4 separate regions of the Mus musculus genome follow, and regions 2, 3 and 4 are each linked to region 1. A link is a contact called in public Hi-C and promoter capture Hi-C data. All regions are on one chromosome and are shown on one strand. The core of a region is the stretch at or near the end of the contact, and the rest is flanking DNA. Distances in the headings are between cores, read along the strand shown. Region 1 holds the start of Hacd1 (3-hydroxyacyl-CoA dehydratase 1). Region 2 holds the start of Vim (vimentin). Region 3 holds the start of Slc39a12 (solute carrier family 39 (zinc transporter), member 12). Region 4 overlaps Gm13266 (predicted gene 13266).

Region 1 (4,850 bases), core at 999-3,498:
AAGCCCCTCTAGGCAGGGGAGCCTAGAAAAGTTCAAAGGTACTGCTGCAGCCACAAGAAAAGGATGACATCACAGAAAGAGGGAACAGCAAAGACAAAGAGAACTGTAAAACGCATCCTGAAAAACAGAGTCAGGGGGTTTCAAAGGCAAGAACACTGGAAAGGTAAACTGGGTAGTACGGGAATCTGTGAAAATGGTTGTCGATGAGCACATCCCAAGTTCCTTAGGATGGGAGCCGGCCACCCGGGGATTATTTTAACTTTCTCAATCAAGATCTTAAACTGGGATTGTGCAGCAAGTTTTCATTTTTGAAACAATAACGTGGTCTTAAAAATGGAAAGCAGACTGGACAGGGAAGGGCCAGCCAATCAACTAACATAAGGTGAGTATTCCAAAAACGTTTACTCACTTGGTGAGCAAGTCTCAGAGGAAACCGGCCGCTCCCAGACCCTGCTGCATTTTGAGGCAACAGAGTATGGTGGGCATTGAACCATCTGCCAGTTGTTCTAAGGCTGTTTGCTTTTCTGAACTTTCAAAGGTCTGGAATTCAGGGCAGCAAGAAGATGAGGTTGCACAACTCTGGAGTGAGTCTCAGAGGAAATCCATGCCTGACACTTTCTGGTTGTGATCTCCAGCCAGTGACTTGGGGGTCTCTCCATACCTCACTCTAAAATATTATTCTGTACCCCTCACAGGATTGCAGAAAACTAAAAATTAGAAGACAGCCAAAGGAACCAGCACAGTCCCTGGCACACAGTAACCCCCAATAAATACATATCTACGAACTAATTATATTTGATGTTCAGTAGTATAATATATACTAGATGATCGACAGGAACATTTGTTAAATAGAATCACATTTTTTTACACGTTCACATTTTTTCTATAAGCTTCAGAGACTTTTAAATACTAAAGGTTTCTTCACAATCCTCTAACTTAAAACGTGAGAAGATATTGAGAAAGTAACTCTTTCTAAAGGCAAGACAGCAAAGGACATTTTCATAATGGGTTTCGGTCACAGTAGACCCATAAGTCATTTGATAGCCCTTTGATCCTAACTTCCTACTCACACTAGGTCTGGGGGGAGGCCAGAGATGGGGAGTAGGGTGGGTAGTCGGTAATCTGGAAAGGACAAGGCCAGAAAGATGCTGATTATCTGCCCTGTTCCAGATGTTTCAAACAAAGTCCCAAGTGGGCATTTCTAAGTGCCATGCTTAAAACAAAAACAGTAGGTGAAGAAAAAACAGTAGGTGAAGACACTGCCCAGCAATCCACAGCACCAGGAACCACACGGCCAGGGTCCGGTGCCCACAGCCAGCGGACAGCTCCCGGCTCGGGTGAATAGACCGGGCCGTTTCTTCAACAGCAGGCGGAGGCGGCCGAGCCGCAGTCGCCTGCCCCGTGGGTCGGCCCCACATTCCTGCCCGGGTCTATACTTAACCTCCGGCCCGCGCCCCGTGCCGCCGCGCCACACCGTGCACCGTATTAGGCAATGCCCAGCGAGCGGCGGCTGGCCGCCCCGCCCCGCCCCGCTCCATTCAACCCCGCTACGCCCCTCCCCCACTGCGCCGCGCGCCCCCGCCGCGCCGCGACCACCTAGGGCCCAGCACGCGCGCTCTTGCTCTCTGCGCCCCGGCCACTCTCCCAGAGTGCTCCGATCGCAAGTGGCCGGGCACACGCGCTGTCCCGCTCCATGTGCGCCTACGGGGCCGCGACCCCCAGTTGGCCGACACGCGCGCTCTCGCTCCAAAAGCCCCCGCCACCGTCGCGCGCCTCCGCCTAGACCCCTGACAGTTCCCCCGTGCGCTTCCGTTCCATCCCCGTGCGCGCGCCCTCGACCCCCAGCAGCCCCGCGAGAGCGCGCTCCCCGCGTCCCCGAGCCCGGATCGCTGAGGGACCGCACTGGTGCTTGCGGAGCGTGGAAGGACCTTCGCGCGCACGTACCCGGCCGTCATGGCGATATTGTAGAAGGTGAGCCAGGCGGTGGCCAGTAAGCCTAGGCGTCTCCGCTTGCCGGCGGCTTCCTTCTCGTCGCTGGCCTCGGAGGCGCCGTTGGTGCCGTCCTCCTCACTGGACGCCATGGTGACCGCGCACGCGGACCCGGAGGAGCAGCGCACAGGAGCGGGAGGGGCCGGCTGAGCGCGCCACTGAAGTGCCGCTGCCCGCGGCCGCCGCCTCGGTCCAGCGCTCCATGTGCGACGCGCGGGGGGTCGGCGCCGCCTGCCCGGCCTCCCGCGAGGGGGAGGAGCGCGCCCCCGGCCGCGCGCCCCGCCCCGGCGCCGCCTCTCGGGAGCGCGCGCTCAGGGCCCTAGCCCCGGGGTGGGCCAGCCGGGGTCATGGCTTCCAGGCAGTGTCACGCGGCGCGCTCCCGCGGGAGAGCTGTCCGCACTGGCTGCGACCTCTTCCTAGAGAGACGCGAGCGACGTGCGCCCTGGCAGTGGGTGCCCCGCTGGAGAGCCTTGTCCAGATAGAGCGAGTGCACCCGAGGTGGCAGGGGTTTTGCCCCGAGAGCAGGGTCTCCCTACCAAATGCTCGCTCTCCCGAGTTTCTGGAGAAGCAACTCCGGCCTAGCCTTGCCCCATGCCTTTCATTACTGGGTCAGACGGATGTCATGGGTTCTAGAGATCTGTTCTAAAGGAAGCTGGGAGAAAGGACGTAGGCAAAGAGGGATAGGTGTTAGGATACTGACAGGAAATCCAGCCATGGTGTTAACAAGTTTCCTGTCCTGCTGGGAAGAAGTGCCCAATGGCTCTCCACATTTAATCTCCCCTTTTTCTCTCTTCTTCTCAAGAACCATTCTGGTAATAGCCCCCTTTCCTTTCCCTTTATAGAGTGTGGCTAAGCAAGCAGCCTAGAGTCAGTTTACTGAAATTCAACCCCCAAATTCCTGACTCCACCAGTCTGGGAATTTAGAAGTTTGTGTATGCCTACATTTCTGCAAAAGAAAATAAAATGGTAAACCTCATAGAGAGATAGGGTTAAGGAAATGATCCATCAAAATCAAGTACTGACTTGATACTGTTTGTCAACTGAAGTATGCATATTAGTACTTTTCAGGCATCTTGCTTATAATGAGAGAAAGACATTTTGCAAAGGGCAACACTGTCAGAGGGGAGAAATGACTATAGGTTTGTCCATGAACTCCCCTGGGTGTGCACATTGTTGTGGATGTGAAATGGGAGGATTACCCGTCCAGTTTCAGAAATGTCAGGGGAAGTGGGGTTAAGTAAAACCTTCCAAGTGGAAAGTGTACTAGGGATAAATTTACTAAAGCAGGTGCCGGCCCTGTACACTGAACATTAAATCACTGCCATATGACACAACAGGCCTCTAAATCTCAAAATGTTACAATGTCAGTTCTCTCCAGATGCCAGCAGGTTTTATTTGAAAAGCTAAAACCTACAGATCCATGAACATGTATAGGAAGAACTAGGAGCATGTGCATAGCCTATTTATTATAAACCTCACTATGAAACTACAATGGTCAACCTAGAATAGTAAGCAGAAGGGAATTGTGGACCAATGTGACTGCAGAGTTCAAATACACCATAACCTGAAGCAATTCAGTGTGGGAATTTTAATCTTTTCAATGAGTGGAGCAACTGGACAACCACAGAAAAAATGAATCTTACATCATGGCTATGTGCTAACTTCAAGGTGATCATAGAATTAAACACAGAAGCAAGCATATGAAACAAGAAGAAAACAGAATCTCTGATGTTAGGAAAAAAGGCAAAGACTTCTTAGGTACAACTATCATAAAGAAAGGAAGGAAGGAGGGAAGGAAAGAGGAAAGGAAAGAAGACTTAAAATTTTACATTAAAATGTAAAAATCTATTCCAAAAACAATTTTAAAAGTGAATATTCACCATACATTCAAGTAACAAGAGTATATGATGAGTCTTTATAATTCGATAGGACAGGGGCTAGGAAGAGAGCTCAGCAGTTTAAAGTGCCTGCTGCTCTTCCAGAGGACCCGAGTTTGGCTCCTAGGACCCGGGTCAGTGGTTTCACAGCCCTGAAACTCCAGTTCCTGAGTATCTAATCCACTTTCCTGGCCTCCTCGGGAACCCACACACGGCATACACACAGAAAGACACACCACACACAAGTAAAATAAAGTATGTTTAATTCAATAAAGGAGTCTGCTTTTGTTTGTCTGTTTTTAGCAAATAAGAGAATGTAGAGCACACGGGAAGGAAGAACTCATCAGTGCCACGCTCGTAGCTGCTGGCTTCACTAGGAGTAGGGAAATTTTGAATTAAAGTGGCTAACATTTCAAAGGGCTGGCAAGGGTGTGTAGCAACTGGCCTTCTTCACGGGGCTAAAGAGAACACTGCTTTGGAAAACAATTTATCAATTTATTTAAAAGATCAACACGTTTAGTTGTCATATGGCTGAGCAATTTCCTCCTTTGTATTTAACCAAGGTAAACAAAAACATATGCCCACACAATGAATTAGACACGGGTATTCATAACAGTTTAGTCATAGTAGCCCTAAACTAAAAATAACCCACATGTCCATTAACACATGTATGAGTAGACAAATGGTAGTGTACTCGTTTAGTACGATATTACTCAGCAGAATAAGAAGATGAGCAGCCAGCCAGTCAACAAAAATGAATCTCATAAAGGTTTTGCTGAGCTAAAGAGGCCAAACAACATATGTAATGTATGATTATTTTCTATGAAATTAGAAAGGAAAAAAATTAGCAGTAACAGCATTGCTTGAAGTTATTAATGTCTGTGGGGAAGAAAGACCAAAACTAAACAGAGGCTGTTGTGATTTCTGTTTTCACACCAAGTTAAAATATGTATAAATTAAATATATTAAATATATAAATATACT
Region 2 (4,471 bases), core at 1,544-4,043, 480 kb before region 1:
TTTCATTGCAATCAAAAATAAATATGAAAACTAAGAAAGCTATGCTCATAGACTGTTTTTTTTTCTTCAAAAATAAGCACACAGTGAATGATCGCAAGAATACACACTCCAATATACTGATTTCTCTTTTCTGTGAATATCATATAGTAGAGAAAGCGTGCTGTGAGAGAGAGAGAGAGAGAGAGAGAGAGAGAGAGAGAGAGAGAGAGAGAAAGAGAGAGAGAGAGAGGAGTGTGTGTGGTATAAGTATGTGTGTGCAAGTGTACATGTGTGCATGTATGTAGGCATGTGTGCATATGTGTGTGATGAAGCAAACTTTTTTCCAAGTCTAATGACTTCTCCTCTTCTCCATGAATGACTAAAAATATTTTTGTAGCAGTTTTTACGTCTCTACCCTCTAAAAACTTTTTAAAAGGAAGAATAACGTGAAGATAAACAAACCGGTTCATCCATTACCATATCAGCAATAAAAGGAGAATATTCATCAATGTCCCTGAAGCTAAAAAAAAAAAAAAAAAAAGGCCAGGAAGGGACCCCCTTCAGGTGATGAAGAGGAGCAGAGCCTACTGAAGAAGTCATCACAACCTGAGGAATTTGCTGTGGTGCCCACATGGCATACTGCCACACCGTACCACAACCCATTCCTCTTTTTCCACAGTGACTCATTAAGCAAGAGTTCCCTGACAAAGCCACTGCACTGCCCTGGGATCTACAAACTATGTAGGAGGAAGGCTAGCCTCCCTCCTCCCCACAGGGAAATCACTTTCCTCATCCTGAGCCATTCCGAGCAATCTCACAATGGTGACATTTGCTGAACCATGGCTTGAATAAAAGGCTCTCAGTGTGCAGAATGGTAACGTGAGGCACAGGCTAACCCTGGCAGTGCTCTCTGGAAAGGACCCACAGCCTCTCTTTGAAAGGAGAATAAAGAAAGGCACAGCAGGAGAGCTGGGTCCCAGAGAGTCCTGCAGGCAACCTTGACCGCAGCATTCCCAGAACTGACTGAGATGAGGTGCACAAAGGGTTGCTTCAAAGAGTCTTGTACAAAAAAGCTAGCATAAATCCTGCACGTGTCTCTAAACGGCCTTTCTTAATTGCCAGGTAAGCTGGGAACACTCTGTGCTCCAAAGAAAAACAAAAGCAAAAACAAAATACAAGCTCCTTTTCCTTCCCTATTCACTAATGGACCCATCTCCCAGTTTGTTTGTTTTTGTTTCAGTACTCCACAAATCCCAAACCAAAAGAAACTGTAATTTTTCTATCCGTGCTTAATCACAAAGGGCCTAACTTCCCTTTCTTGAAAAGTCCTTTTCCCTTGGAGAACGGAGACCCCTTAGTCTTGCCTAGAAGCAAACGTGAAGCAATAGCCTTGAGCTGGTCATTTTCCCTTTGAAAAGGTGACAGTCGCTGCATCTCAACACTCTGAACCTTTTGTTTTGTGGACAGTTGTCGCCATTTCAAGTTAGATTTCATGATTTTTCTTTGTGGAAAATAGGATCTGTGGCGTTGCCCAGACAAGTCACTAGAATCTTCTCCCCTGCATCGCTGCTCTAAAATCTACAGAAATCTGTTTCTTCAGTTTATCACTTGAGCTACATAACTGCCTTTCTTCCGAACTCATTCACCGAATTGGATTTTTTAGCAAAACCCAATGGTTTCTTGTCCGACTTGCTTATCTTCTAATGCAGTCCACTTTCAGAAAGGCCGAGATCACTGGGCTTGCTTTTGAAATTACCAAAGTAGTTTCCTCTTTCACCCAGAACTTAGGGTGTGGTTTCATGCAGGAAAGAGAGAGAGAGAAAGAAAGAGAGAAAGGGGGAGGGAGGGAAGGAGGGAGGGAGGGAGCTTTTGTCGTCAGGGGTGGGGATGGGGGTAGGGGTGTGTGGATGTGTTTTGTGGCTCTCCCGGGTCTGCAAGAGTTTCTTTCTAAGGAGAACTCTCCACACTTCCCCAACAATCACAAGAACGGTTATTCTCAAAGTTGGTTTAAAACTTCGGACAATGAATGAGCTTAGCGCTCTTGGAGTCTGGAGTCAATCTCAACTAACGGTTTTCCTGAACCGCTAGACGATCTCACCCTCAGGGCTCCATGAGTCATATCCACTGACTCAGCGACCCCACCCCGTCCCCTGGGCTTTACTCCAGAGGCAGTGGCTCCTAATCCTCTCTAGTTGAACTGAGTCCGTTAGATCAGGGGATATGACCACGTCAAACAAGCCCTCTGCAAAGGTCTTGAGCCAGATATCTTGGGCTGTGTGCTTCTCCACCCCCAATCTCGGGCCCTCTTTGTTTCTCTCTCCCCGGCTTCCGATCTGCAGGACTGCTTTTGCAGGCTCTTCCTGCTCCTCCGCTCTCGGATCTCCCCACCCACCCAGTCCCAGAAGACCGCAGATCTGCGACTGCGACCACGCCCCTCCTACCAGCGCGCCTAGTCCCACGCCCCTTTGGCCCAGTGCCAGGGATCGCTTTACTCAACTTTCCAGAGCCCCCCTTCCTTCCCCCATGAATCCTTCCCGCGATCCCTTCTTTCTCAGCACCCAAGGGTGAGTAGAGAGTTCGGGTGATCACCAGGAAAGCCCCTGAAAGGCCTAGCACTTCCAATTAGTAACAGGACTGTGCTTGATACCCTACAGCCCTGGAGGAAGGCTCGAGGGGAGCTCCCTCCCCCACCCCCCTTCCTCACTTCTTTCCGGGTCCCCATTGGCTGGCTCGCTCGGCGGCTAGGATGGCAGTGGGAGGGGACCCTCTTTCCTAACAGTGTTATAAAAGCAGCGCCCTTGGCGTTGTCCAGTCCTCTGCCACTCTTGCTCCGGGACCCCAGAGACCCCAGCGCTCCTACGATTCACAGCCACCGCGCCCTCATTCCCTTGTTGCAGTTTTTCCAGCCGCAGCAAGCCAGCCCACCTTCGAAGCCATGTCTACCAGGTCTGTGTCCTCGTCCTCCTACCGCAGGATGTTCGGTGGCTCCGGCACATCGAGCCGGCCCAGCTCCAACCGGAGCTATGTGACCACGTCCACACGCACCTACAGTCTGGGCAGCGCACTGCGCCCCAGCACTAGCCGCAGCCTCTATTCCTCATCCCCCGGTGGCGCCTATGTGACCCGGTCCTCGGCAGTGCGCCTGCGGAGCAGCGTGCCGGGCGTGCGGCTGCTTCAAGACTCGGTGGACTTCTCGCTGGCCGACGCCATCAACACTGAGTTCAAGAACACCCGCACCAACGAGAAGGTAGAACTGCAGGAGCTGAATGACCGCTTTGCCAACTACATCGACAAGGTGCGCTTCCTCGAGCAGCAGAACAAAATCCTGCTGGCTGAGCTCGAGCAGCTCAAGGGCCAGGGCAAGTCGCGCCTGGGCGACCTGTACGAGGAGGAGATGCGGGAGCTGCGCCGGCAGGTGGATCAGCTCACCAACGACAAGGCCCGTGTCGAGGTGGAGCGGGACAACCTGGCCGAGGACATCATGCGGCTGCGAGAGAAGTAAGGCCTGACCTACGCGAGTGGTGGGGTGTGGGAGGGAGGGGAGTCCTGGGCCTTGCACTGGGGCTGCCACGCCCTTGGGGATGTGGCTGGGGTGGCGGTTGTCTGGAGGATAGCAGAGGAAGCGGGCCCCACCCTGAACCTAAACTTTGCAGTGAACATTTCTCTTTTCGCCTCACTCAAGCACTTCCATTGAACTTTTTAGAAAGTTTCTTAGGTCCTTCTTCTGGGCTTACAGTTACCAGACAGGAGGAAAGAATGGGTGTGAAGGGTTCCAGACAAAGAGATGGCAAAGGCATCTGGGATATTGGGACAGGGGATTGGCTGTAATTGTAAGGGAAGGGCAGTGATTGTCTTTTCCAGTGTGCCCCAACTCCAGCTAACACCTGCAGAGAGCTGCCACCTCGACAAGTTGCAGTAACTACTGTGGGTGGAGGTGTCACAGCAGCTCTGGACTCAAGGCTTGGCGGCATTTGTGGTTGGGTGTGGCCGCCCCGCCCCTGGCGGTTTTCCAGTTCCCCTTTGATTAATGTGCTGCTGCTTCAGATTGCAGGAGGAGATGCTCCAGAGAGAGGAAGCCGAAAGCACCCTGCAGTCATTCAGACAGGTTTGTAGACTTCTTTTTCACATGCAGCCAGCAGCCCAATGGAGCCAACCCGCGAGCGGTTCTAAAAGTTACTTCCCTTAGGTTTTAAAAGGTGCAGAACTTCACGTCTGCTTGTAAAGCCCCCTGGCGGCGGAAAGCGCACAGATTGAAAAACTCCACTATTTAGGGCAGTCTTTGGAACATGAAGGCTTTATTTTCTGCTTCGTTTCCAGATTTTTCTGATCCCCCACACCCCCGAAACATTTCTCCTTTCGTTTTTTGAAACATATCGACATTCGGATATTGAATGGTTACAATTTGATTACATTGTGGATTGTGAAGGTGAAATTGGCTAACTTTCACAAGGTCATAAAAACCACAGTTGCTTCCTCCAGTTGGAAATGTAGA
Region 3 (4,594 bases), core at 1,543-4,042, 330 kb after region 1:
CTTTGGTTGGTCTGTAAGCTTAAGGCCAAAACTAGGAGAGACAAGGTGGTTATTGCCCAGGCACTTGCAGCTCTAGAACATGGTGCTTCCCCTGATTTTTGGTTATCTATGCTTAAGCAATAGGTCGCTGGCCACTCAGCTCTTGCACACCACGAGGCTAGTCTCATTGCACGGGATAGAGTGAGTGTGCTTCAGCAGCCTGAGAGAGTTGCACGGCTAAGCACTGCAGTAGAAGGGCTCTGCGGCATATATGAGCCTATTCTAGGGAGACATGTCATCTTTCAAGAAGGTTGAGTGTTCAAGTGTCCTTCCTCCAGGAAAAACAACACGGGACCAGACCAGGACCCCTCTAGGTGATGAGCCTGGAAGGAGGTTATGTGTACGGCTCCTTTACCTGCACACTGGGGATTTGACCTCTATCTCCACTCTCATTAATATGGGTGGCCTATTGCTCTTATTAATAGAAAAGGGGGAACTGTGGGAAGCCGCCCCCACATTCGCCGTTACAAGATGGCGCTGACAGCTGTGTTCTAAGTGGTAAACAAATAATCTGCGCATGTGCCAAGGGTAGTTCTCCACCCCATGTGCTCTGCCTTCCCCGTGACGACAACTCGGCCATGGGCTGCAGCCAATCAGGGAGTGATACGTCCTAGGCGAAGGATAACTCTCCTTAATAGGGACGGGGTTTCGCTTTCGTTTTTGGGGGCTTACACTCTTGCTCCAAAAGATGTAAGCAATAGAGCTCTTGCTCTGCGCTCTGGCGCTCTGGCTCCTAAAGATGTAAGCAATAAAGCTCTTGCTTCTTGCTCCTGAAGATGTAAGCAATAAAGCTCTTGCGCTCTTGCGCTATTGCACTCTTGCACTCTTGCTCCTAAAGATGTAAGCAATAAAGTTTTGCCGCAGAAGATTCTGGTTTGCTGCGTCTTTCCTGGCCGGTCGCGAACGCGTGTAAGAGAATTTCTCTGGCTAGGACTTCAAGCACTATATTGAATAGGTTGGGAGAAGTGGGCAGCCTGTCTAGTCACTGATTTTAGTGGGACTGCTTCCAGTTTCTCTCCATTTACTTTGATGTTGGCTACTGGTTATGCTGTATATTGCTTTTTATTATGTTTAGGTATTGGCCTTGAATTCCTGATCTTTCCATGACTCTATTATGAAGTGGTGTTGGATTTCGTCAAATGCTTTCTCAGCATCTAATGAGTTGATCATGTGATTTTTGTCCTCGAGTTTGTTCATATAGGGGATTTTGTTAATGGCTTTCCGTATATTAAACCATCCCTGCATACCTGGGATGAAGCCTACTTGGTCATGATGGATGATCGTTTTGATGTGTTCTTGGATTCAGTTTGCGAGGATTTTATTGAGTATTTTTGCATTGATATTCATAAGGGAAATTGCTCTGAAATTCTCTTTCTTTGTTGGAACTTGTGTGGTTTAGGTATCAGAGTAATTGTGGCTTCATAGAATGACTTGGGTAGAGTACCTAATGTTTCTATTTTGTGGAATAGTTTGAGGGTAGTTGGAATTACGTCTTCTTTGAAGGTCTGATAGAACTCTGCACTAATCCCATCTGGTCCTGGGCTGTTTTTGGTTGGGAAACTATTAATGACTGCGTCTATTTCTTTAGCAGAAATGAGACTGTTTAGATCATTAATCTGATACTGATTTAACTTTGGTACCTGGTATCTGTCTAGGAAATTTTCGATTACAGCGAGGTTTTCCAGTTTTGTTGAGTATAGCCTTTTGTAGTAGAATTTGATGATATTTTGGACTTTCATAAGGTTCTGTTGTTATGTCTCCTTTTTCATTTCTGATTAGTCTGTTTCTGTTTCATTTCTGATTAGTTAGTCTGGCTAAGGGTTTATCTATCTTGTTGATTTTCTCGAAGAACCAGCTCCTGGACTAATTAATGAAGAGATTAAAACCAGCTATATTGCATAAGTAGTGAACTATTATTTCTTTAATGGCCTTTTAACCAAATTCTTGCTATTGGATTACCCAAGCCTTTTACATGGTAGTTCCTACTGGAGGGACCACCACAGGTGATGGGCACATGCCTTTAGGGAGTTTGGTCCAACATCCTGTAGTCTAAAGCCCAAAGCCTCTTGGTTTCTCAGCCCTTGCTTAACCTTCAGTTTGACCATCTTAACTTTGGTCTAATTCCCTGCTTCTCAGGTGAGTCTAGTTACTGTCACCATGGTGCTTATGAGAAAAAGAAAAGGTCAAGTCCCTTTCTTTGACATTCGAGACAAAACCATGTACACAATGGGTAGTTAAATTGAACCCTGGTTATCTCATGGGTTGTACCCAGTTTCCACACACAATGGGTGATTGGCACAGGTCCCCCATTTGTATCTACTTACTTCTCAGGTTAGAAGTGCGTTCTTTCATCAAGTACTTTTAGTTTAAACCATTATTTATAAAATCCTTGCATCTTTTAAATATTTGCAAGCTGTGAAACAGTTTTAAAGGGTCAATCTTTCTGTCAACTCTTGGTTTAAGCCTAGGTTAAACAATGATCTCTTTCACTTTGCAAGGTAGAATTTTATTTATTTTTTATCTAGATTCTGTCCCTTGGAAGGCAAATGACTGTAGATAATTTTTAAAATACTGTGCTAAATGTTGATATAAAAGAATAATTCCTCAACCACATTTATTTGATTATCCTGCAAATCTGCGAGCCAGCAACTGTCCGCTTTCATCCACCTTCATTCTTACCGTCTGAGCAGCTCTCTCCATAGCAACTAGAAATGTCTCTGGGCTGAAATAATCCTCTCCAGCTCTCAGCACACAGTTAAGGAATTTTAAAACGGAGAACTGTGGGACCACAAAATGCTCTCAGAAATTTAAAGGCCCAGGGAGCTAGAGATAAACAACTATTTCTCTTCTTGAGGTAAGTGATGGGTTTAGAAACGTCTGTGTCACTATGTCTCTTTTTAAAATGCTAGCATAAGAGTCTGAAACTGTTGTTTAAGCTATAAAGATAATCTTAGGATCTTGTTACTACCCTGGAGGTCATTACTGGATCGTCTCTGGATACTACAAGAGACGCTGTTAACATTTTTGACTCCTTAAACAATCAATTCAAGACTTAGTTTTCTCCAAAAATTCTGATAGACTCTAAGGTGATTTCCCATTCTTTCAGAGTAAGTAGATTTATTATCCTTTTGGGGTCTTGGAGGTTTTCAGAGATAGTTCATTCTCCAGTGTCTTCGTGGATGGTTTTATTACGCTAAAAACTAACTAGTGTTTCTTGAAATCACTATTTTTCTCTAGGGCATTGTCCTCTTCAAAGGCTTCTGACTCAGTGTGATATTGGAAGTGTGTTAAAAGAAATTTTCTCTTTAATTTTCTCCACTGACTGCACAGATTTTTTTTTTTAAGGTGTTGCAGCTCACTCTGTGTCCTGGGCCAGGCACTGGCTGCAGACATGGAAAGTGCACCCTCATTTAACCATTTGACTGATTAGTGCAGGCATAGTTTCCTGCCCACTGTGAGGTGGGAAGTTTCCTGGTCTTTGGGGTTATAAGCTGCATGCAGATCCCCTGTTGCTGCAAATCGGCCCAGGCACCCAATTAGTGAGTCATTTCAAACATGTTGAAAGTCTTGAAGTGTTTATTTTCTCTTTTCTACCACAGGAAACCCTCTGGTTGTAAATTTGTCCTGCATGAAGCCTCCCATTCACCCCCAACACAACCCAAGCCCAAGAGTGGACATGTGCTTCTGGACCAATCTTTCAGTGTGGATGATCCTACTGTCCCACTCCCTCAGCCTCGTTTCCTCTACTGAGACCGGCAAAACCCTCACTCAGAATAACAGCAGAGCTGGGAGCCAAGGCCTGCTAGAAGTTCTGAGGGTCCTCTCTGCTGGTGACCACTGGTCCCTCAACCATCCACAAAGCCTCATCAAAATTCTGTTGGAGAGGACTGGGTGTCCACAGAGAACAGATTGGACACAAGGAGACTGCAAGCTGGTTAGTGAAATAAAGTGGGGTCGGGTACTAAGAATTGCTCCAAAGGGAACAGTGGATCACATAGAGATGGCTTTATTACAACGAAATGACATGCAAAGTTCATATGCAAGCTAGAAGTTCAGCCTGGCACAATAATGTCCCGAATCTTCCTTAAAACAAACCATTCACAAGGGATTTTGTTTTTCAATTAGGAAAAAGTGTTTATGCTTTCTAGAGCCCCTCTGCTTCTTTAGGGACACTGGCTTGCTGATGAGTGCTTGGCCCGTCCTTCCTTCTGCTTTTCTGAGATCCTTTTATTTTTGTCCTGCAATGACCATGGATGATATTAGACAGAGGCTTTTGATCTTCTGTGAGACAATCCCAGCATTCTGATATTTGCCTGACATTCAGTTCCTGAGCATGCACTCCTAGGTGTCAGTTAGTGTTTTTTTAAAGTCTGTGTGGTCCCGAGTTAGTGCCTTGACAATCACTAGCAGGGAGCAATCAGAGCTTCAGGAGAGAAGTGCTGCATTTAGAGTTGAAACTGTTGCCATGCTTCCCGAGACCTATTCCACAGCCTTCCCTACAGCTTTCCTTCTCCCGACCTAACAAGCAAACCCTATCCTGTCTTCTCACCAGAAT
Region 4 (4,487 bases), core at 531-3,030, 480 kb after region 1:
AAGAGGAAAACAACTTCCTCCATCATCTTGGGATCTTTGTCTACAAATAACAGTTTGGTAACCATCAGGAAGAAGTAACCGAAGATAAATGTTTCCTTGGTGATAGTTCATTTCCCTAGTGATCTCCACTGATATGAACTCCTCTCTGCTTCTTACATTGGCCTAAGTGTGGGGTAGTGGTTACAGCTACAGAGAGATTGATGTTCAACTTCTATGTAGAACAGGGAGAGTAGAAATCTTTTCCTGAATCTTTTTGACTGTCAGCTGCCTTTAACTGTAAGTAATACTTATGGTACCATAGACTTCATTTGGTGCCTACATAATCATATCTCTTTTGTTGGTATATTAGGACTTCACTTTTTGTTGTTTCATGGTTTTTGGTGATTCCAGGGCTTGAACTCAGGATCTTAAATATGTAAAGCAAGTATTCTACAGTCTTTTACATGGTCAGCTTACCCATGGTGTTGATAATGTATGATGATTAGCTAGATGTGAAGGAAGCACACATCCAAGTATGCAGTTAGTCAGGGCACTTTTGTTGAGTAATAGATAGCACACAGCTCCCAAGGCCTTCAGGTTTCCAGGGTTCACATATAGAGGCAAATTAAGTGACTATCATGCCAATAGGCCACTGTATAGGAATGTATATGATACAAAAGGACAGACGAGCACATATTTTATCTGAGTTCCCTCCCCCCCAGTGTAATACAGTACTGAAGTTATGTGTGCTTCTGTTATTTTCCATGGCTTCTGACCAACTTGGTATGTGATCTGGATTCAGCCACCCTGTGACTCAACAGTGATTACAGTTAAGCAACAGGCTTTGCCAGCAAATTATTATTCACTGGAAACTACACTCAATAAACAGATCATTTTGGAGATATTCCTTAAGTTGAAAATATATCGTTAAAAGATTTACCAGTTGCTTATTTTCCTCTGAAAAAGAATAAATTAATGGAAATAAAAATTATTCTCATGCCCAGTATTTATTCACTGTAAAGACACAACATATATAAGTATGTAAGATTTGATGTTTGGTGTCAGCAATAATAGTACATACATGTAATTCCAACACTTAGATGGCAGAAGACAAAAAGGTCATAAGTTCAAGGCCAGCCTGTACTACATAGGAAGACCCTATCTAAAAACACCAAATAAATAAGTGTATAAAACCAGAAATAGTAAAATGTGCTGATGGGAACAATTTATTGGCATTTGTGAAGTTCACGGCACATAATGAATTGTGTTATTTATACAACTTTTAACCTAATCTGAGAGACTTCTGATAAAATGTTTTGGATTGAATTTTATGTGGCAACATCTGTTCCCTGTGTGAAAATGCATTAGCTGAATCTGTTTAGTTATTTCGATGCCTCCAGTCAATCTTTTTCTTCGAAGTTATCCATGCTTGCATGCAAATTCTCACAAGAGCTCAAACTGATGCAATAGCTTTTGATCGACTCAGTGCGCACATATCTAAAATCTGCTATTGTTTAGCACACTGCATGATGTCTTTCTGCATACCCATTATACCCAATCTCAAATCTGCTTCACATAAACTTACCTTTCTTAAGCTGTCAGTCACAGGCAGGATCTCTGTGAATTAATCAGTTGCCCCTGGCAACATGCAAGTGCAATGTATTTCTAGGAAATCAGCATGGTTCTTTGAAGTAAATGGGTAATTTTCCATTCTCTTTTAGAATACTTCGTGCCAGCAGAAGAATCCAGCCTCTGTGACAACCATAGAAATGTGCTGTTCTTTAATCGCTGGCTGACTCAGTTGTGGTGAACACCAGAGGAACAAGCTTTTTGGTTTAAGTTCTTTCTGTGTCTTTGGGTGGGCCATCTTGTGTGTGGGGGCAAATGGCAACATGCAGTCAGGGTGGCTGTACAGGTGGCCCTTGGAGAAAGGACAGCTGTAAATGCCCCCACCCCCACCCCGTTTGCAGAAAGCCAAGTTACTTCTTTCATTTGGAGAGAATGTAGCAATTACTTGAAATTACTGCTGAAAATCTCATCTGTTACTTCCTCTTTTAGAAAGGATGGTCATTTTAGGGCTAGTACCACTTATAAATGGCTTTCCACAATGACTTTTTGAGTAGCACAGTTGTCCCCAGCCCGCAACCTGGACCTCTCAGTTTGCACTGTGATGTGCCAAAATAGGTGGGCATCATCAGAACCCAGTTCTCTCATTACAGCAAGCCCTAAATACACCAACATACCTGAAAATCAGGAATTTTTCCTAAAATCCTATCTCATGAAGATAATAGAATCCTTTAAGGAAAATATCAATAGCTGAAGGAATTGAATAAAGCGATCCAAGACCTAAAAGTGGAAGTAGAAACAATAAAGAAAACACAAATGGAGGCAAACCTGGAAATGGAAAACCTAGGCCAGGAATTACAGATGTAAGTATTACCAACAGAATATAAGAGATAGAAGAGGTAATCTCAGGTGTAGAAAATATAGTAGAAGAGATTGACACAACTGTCAAAGAAAATTCAAAACATAATAAACTACTAACCCAAAGCATCCAGGAAATTCAGGACACAATGAAAAGACCAAATCTAAGAATAATCGCAATATATAGAGAATGAAGATTCTCAGCTCAAAGGACCTGAAAATGTCTTCAACAAAATAATAGAAGAAAACTTCCCCAACCTAAAGAAAGTGATGGACACTTCTTGTTCTTACAAGGCTCATGCCTTCTAATTACAAATCTCACATGGGGTGGCACTAAATATTCCTCCTATAGACTTTCTTTTTAGATTTTATTTATTTATTTATTTTATGTATATGATGAGTACACTGTAGCTGTCTTCAGACACACCAGAAGAGGGCATCAGACCCCATTACAGATGGTTGTGAACCACCATGTGGTTGCTGGAAATTGAATTCAGGACCGTTGGAAGAGCAGTCAGTGCTCTTAACCAATGAGCCATCTCTCCAGCCCCCTCTTATAGACTTTCATTTGAACATTCATGCACAGAAACATATCACAATGTGATCAAATCCTTTGAAGTCTATATATATATATTGGTTTTTGGGTTTTATGTTTTTGTTTGTTTGTTTTTGTTTTGTTTTGTTTTGTTTGGGGGTGGTTTTTTGAGACAGGGTTTCTCTGTATAGCCCTGGCTGTCCTGGAACTCACTCTGTAGACCAGGCTGGCCTGGAACTCAAAAATCTGCCTGCTCTGCCTTCCAAGTGCTGGGATTAAAGGTATGTGCTACCTGTCTATGTGTCTCTTAAGTGGCCTATGCTTAGAACCACTGATATTTCTTTCTCTTATTTCTCCATCTTTGAGAGCCATGAGGATCTGTGTAGCCTGGCTTTTTTCTTTCCCTCAAAGTCTACATATTCTTCCTTCCCTTCCAGTTGCAATCATATTCCCTTCTGCCTTAACAGTTGCCATGGCTACCCAAGTATAACTAACTGCCTCTACTATTGCTCACAACTAACCAGTTCATCCTTCATAATGCCAGCATGATATAGTTTATGCTCTAAGATTTATAAAAGGTTCTCCAAACCCCAAATTAATGTCCACAGATCTGTAGGGGTTTGATGGTACATTTTTAGGGTTACAGACACTTTTCATTTTCTTCTTCTATTTTGATGAAAAGGTATAACATTGATTCCTGTATTGAATGATCAGTATGGTGTTGATGTCATTTGCATAGGTAGCTTGAGTCCTCATGTTTTTATTACCATGTTTATCTGTCCCCTACAGAGTCAATTAAAAATAATGCATTTCTTCCCTTAAATCTGTGGTTAGAGTGGTAAAAGTATGTGAGAGTATGAAAAAGGTTGTTTAGACAAGAAATGGCCGTTTTTCAGAATCAAGCCATGTTTTTATGAGTTCTATGAGAATTGATATAATCATACTCTATAGTGGGTTTTGTTTTTTTGTTTTTTTGCTTGTTTGTTTGTTTGCTTTTTTTAAACAGTCTATAGCATTCAAAATCTCTCTCCACTGTGTGTTGATTATATTTGCCTTCTCATACAACATGGGCCAATGTGCCATATTCTGTAAGTTGTCCTTTGATTTTCTGACAGCTCAGTGAGGGTGGATTCTGTCAAAAGCACAGTGATTGATGCTCAAGGACTTTGTGCTTTATTAAATGCTTCCCCACTGCTGCTTCACAGTACTTCCTCCCACTCTCGTTATCTGTTCTCCAAATCTGGTGACTAAGTTGTTCGAATTATAAGGTACACTTTTCAGAACAGTTGCCCTCCCCCGTTTTCTGGCTTCTAGAGGCTGTGTCTCAGCTGCAGATCATCAGTGACTTCTTTTGCTTTTCTTCTGGCTAGGAAGTGCCTGATGTAGCCATTGTTTCTTCCCAAGAGCCCCTGAGTGCTTCAAGTTGAGGAGAAGAAAGAAGGAAGGTGGAAATGAGTTCTGGTCTGAGGAGGAACTGAGATTTGTGTAGATTTATTCATTCTTCTGGAATATTCTGGAAAATTTTAGAATGACCTCGTTTTTCTTAGCC

What was found. Promoter capture Hi-C pulls out the DNA fragments that hold promoters and counts their contacts. Hi-C and Micro-C count contacts between places; a contact is called where the count stands out from the background.
Region 2: a Hi-C map of embryonic stem cells shows a contact between it and region 1, with 2.7 times the contacts expected there. The contact joins the promoter of Vim here to the promoter of Hacd1 in region 1. A contact is called at or near these places in 6 of 39 promoter capture datasets (the HPC-7 cell line, embryonic stem cells, hippocampal neurons and 3 more), 3 of 484 Hi-C or Micro-C datasets (the N1E-115 cell line and embryonic stem cells), 8 of 115 datasets of contacts at active chromatin or transcription factors (the NIH/3T3 cell line, T-cell acute lymphoblastic leukemia, embryonic forebrain and 5 more) and 1 of 9 other capture datasets (adipose tissue).
Region 3: a contact with region 1 is called in a promoter capture Hi-C map of neural stem cells. The contact joins the promoter of Slc39a12 here to the promoter of Hacd1 in region 1. A contact is called at or near these places in 5 of 39 promoter capture datasets (the 3T3-L1 cell line, embryonic stem cells, liver and 2 more).
Region 4: a promoter capture Hi-C map of hippocampal neurons shows a contact between it and region 1, with 4 times the contacts expected there. The contact joins the enhancer-like site here to the promoter of Hacd1 in region 1. A contact is called at or near these places in 3 of 39 promoter capture datasets (the 3T3-L1 cell line and hippocampal neurons), 3 of 484 Hi-C or Micro-C datasets (adipose-derived mesenchymal stem cells, nephron progenitors and uterus), 1 of 115 datasets of contacts at active chromatin or transcription factors (pro-B cells) and 1 of 9 other capture datasets (liver).

Annotation. Positions count from the first base shown.
Region 1 is chr2:14,053,787-14,058,636 of GRCm38.p6, forward strand. Hacd1 (3-hydroxyacyl-CoA dehydratase 1) reads right to left here and starts at 2,249. Exons shown (of 7, transcript NM_013935.3): 1 at 1,945-2,249. The coding sequence starts at 2,081.
Region 2 is chr2:13,571,518-13,575,988 of GRCm38.p6, forward strand. It overlaps Vim (vimentin), which reads left to right and starts at 2,794. Exons shown (of 9, transcript NM_011701.4): 1 at 2,794-3,477; 2 at 4,024-4,084. The coding sequence starts at 2,915. It overlaps Gm9875 (a long non-coding RNA gene), which reads left to right. Exons shown (of 4, transcript XR_865978.3): 4 at 1-6.
Region 3 is chr2:14,385,606-14,390,199 of GRCm38.p6, forward strand. Slc39a12 (solute carrier family 39 (zinc transporter), member 12) reads left to right here and starts at 2,793. Exons shown (of 13, transcript NM_001012305.2): 1 at 2,793-2,893; 2 at 3,639-3,973. The coding sequence starts at 3,716.
Region 4 is chr2:14,533,786-14,538,272 of GRCm38.p6, forward strand. All of the region lies in intron 3 of Gm13266 (predicted gene 13266), which reads left to right. Among named protein-coding and RNA genes, the nearest start is that of Gm13266, 23 kb to the left of the region's middle. Within about 2 kb of position 1,781, at least 40 of the 459 cell types and tissues checked have an H3K27ac peak or open chromatin away from gene starts, as enhancers often do. A contact at or near this core is called in adipose-derived mesenchymal stem cells and hippocampal neurons, where this site is marked.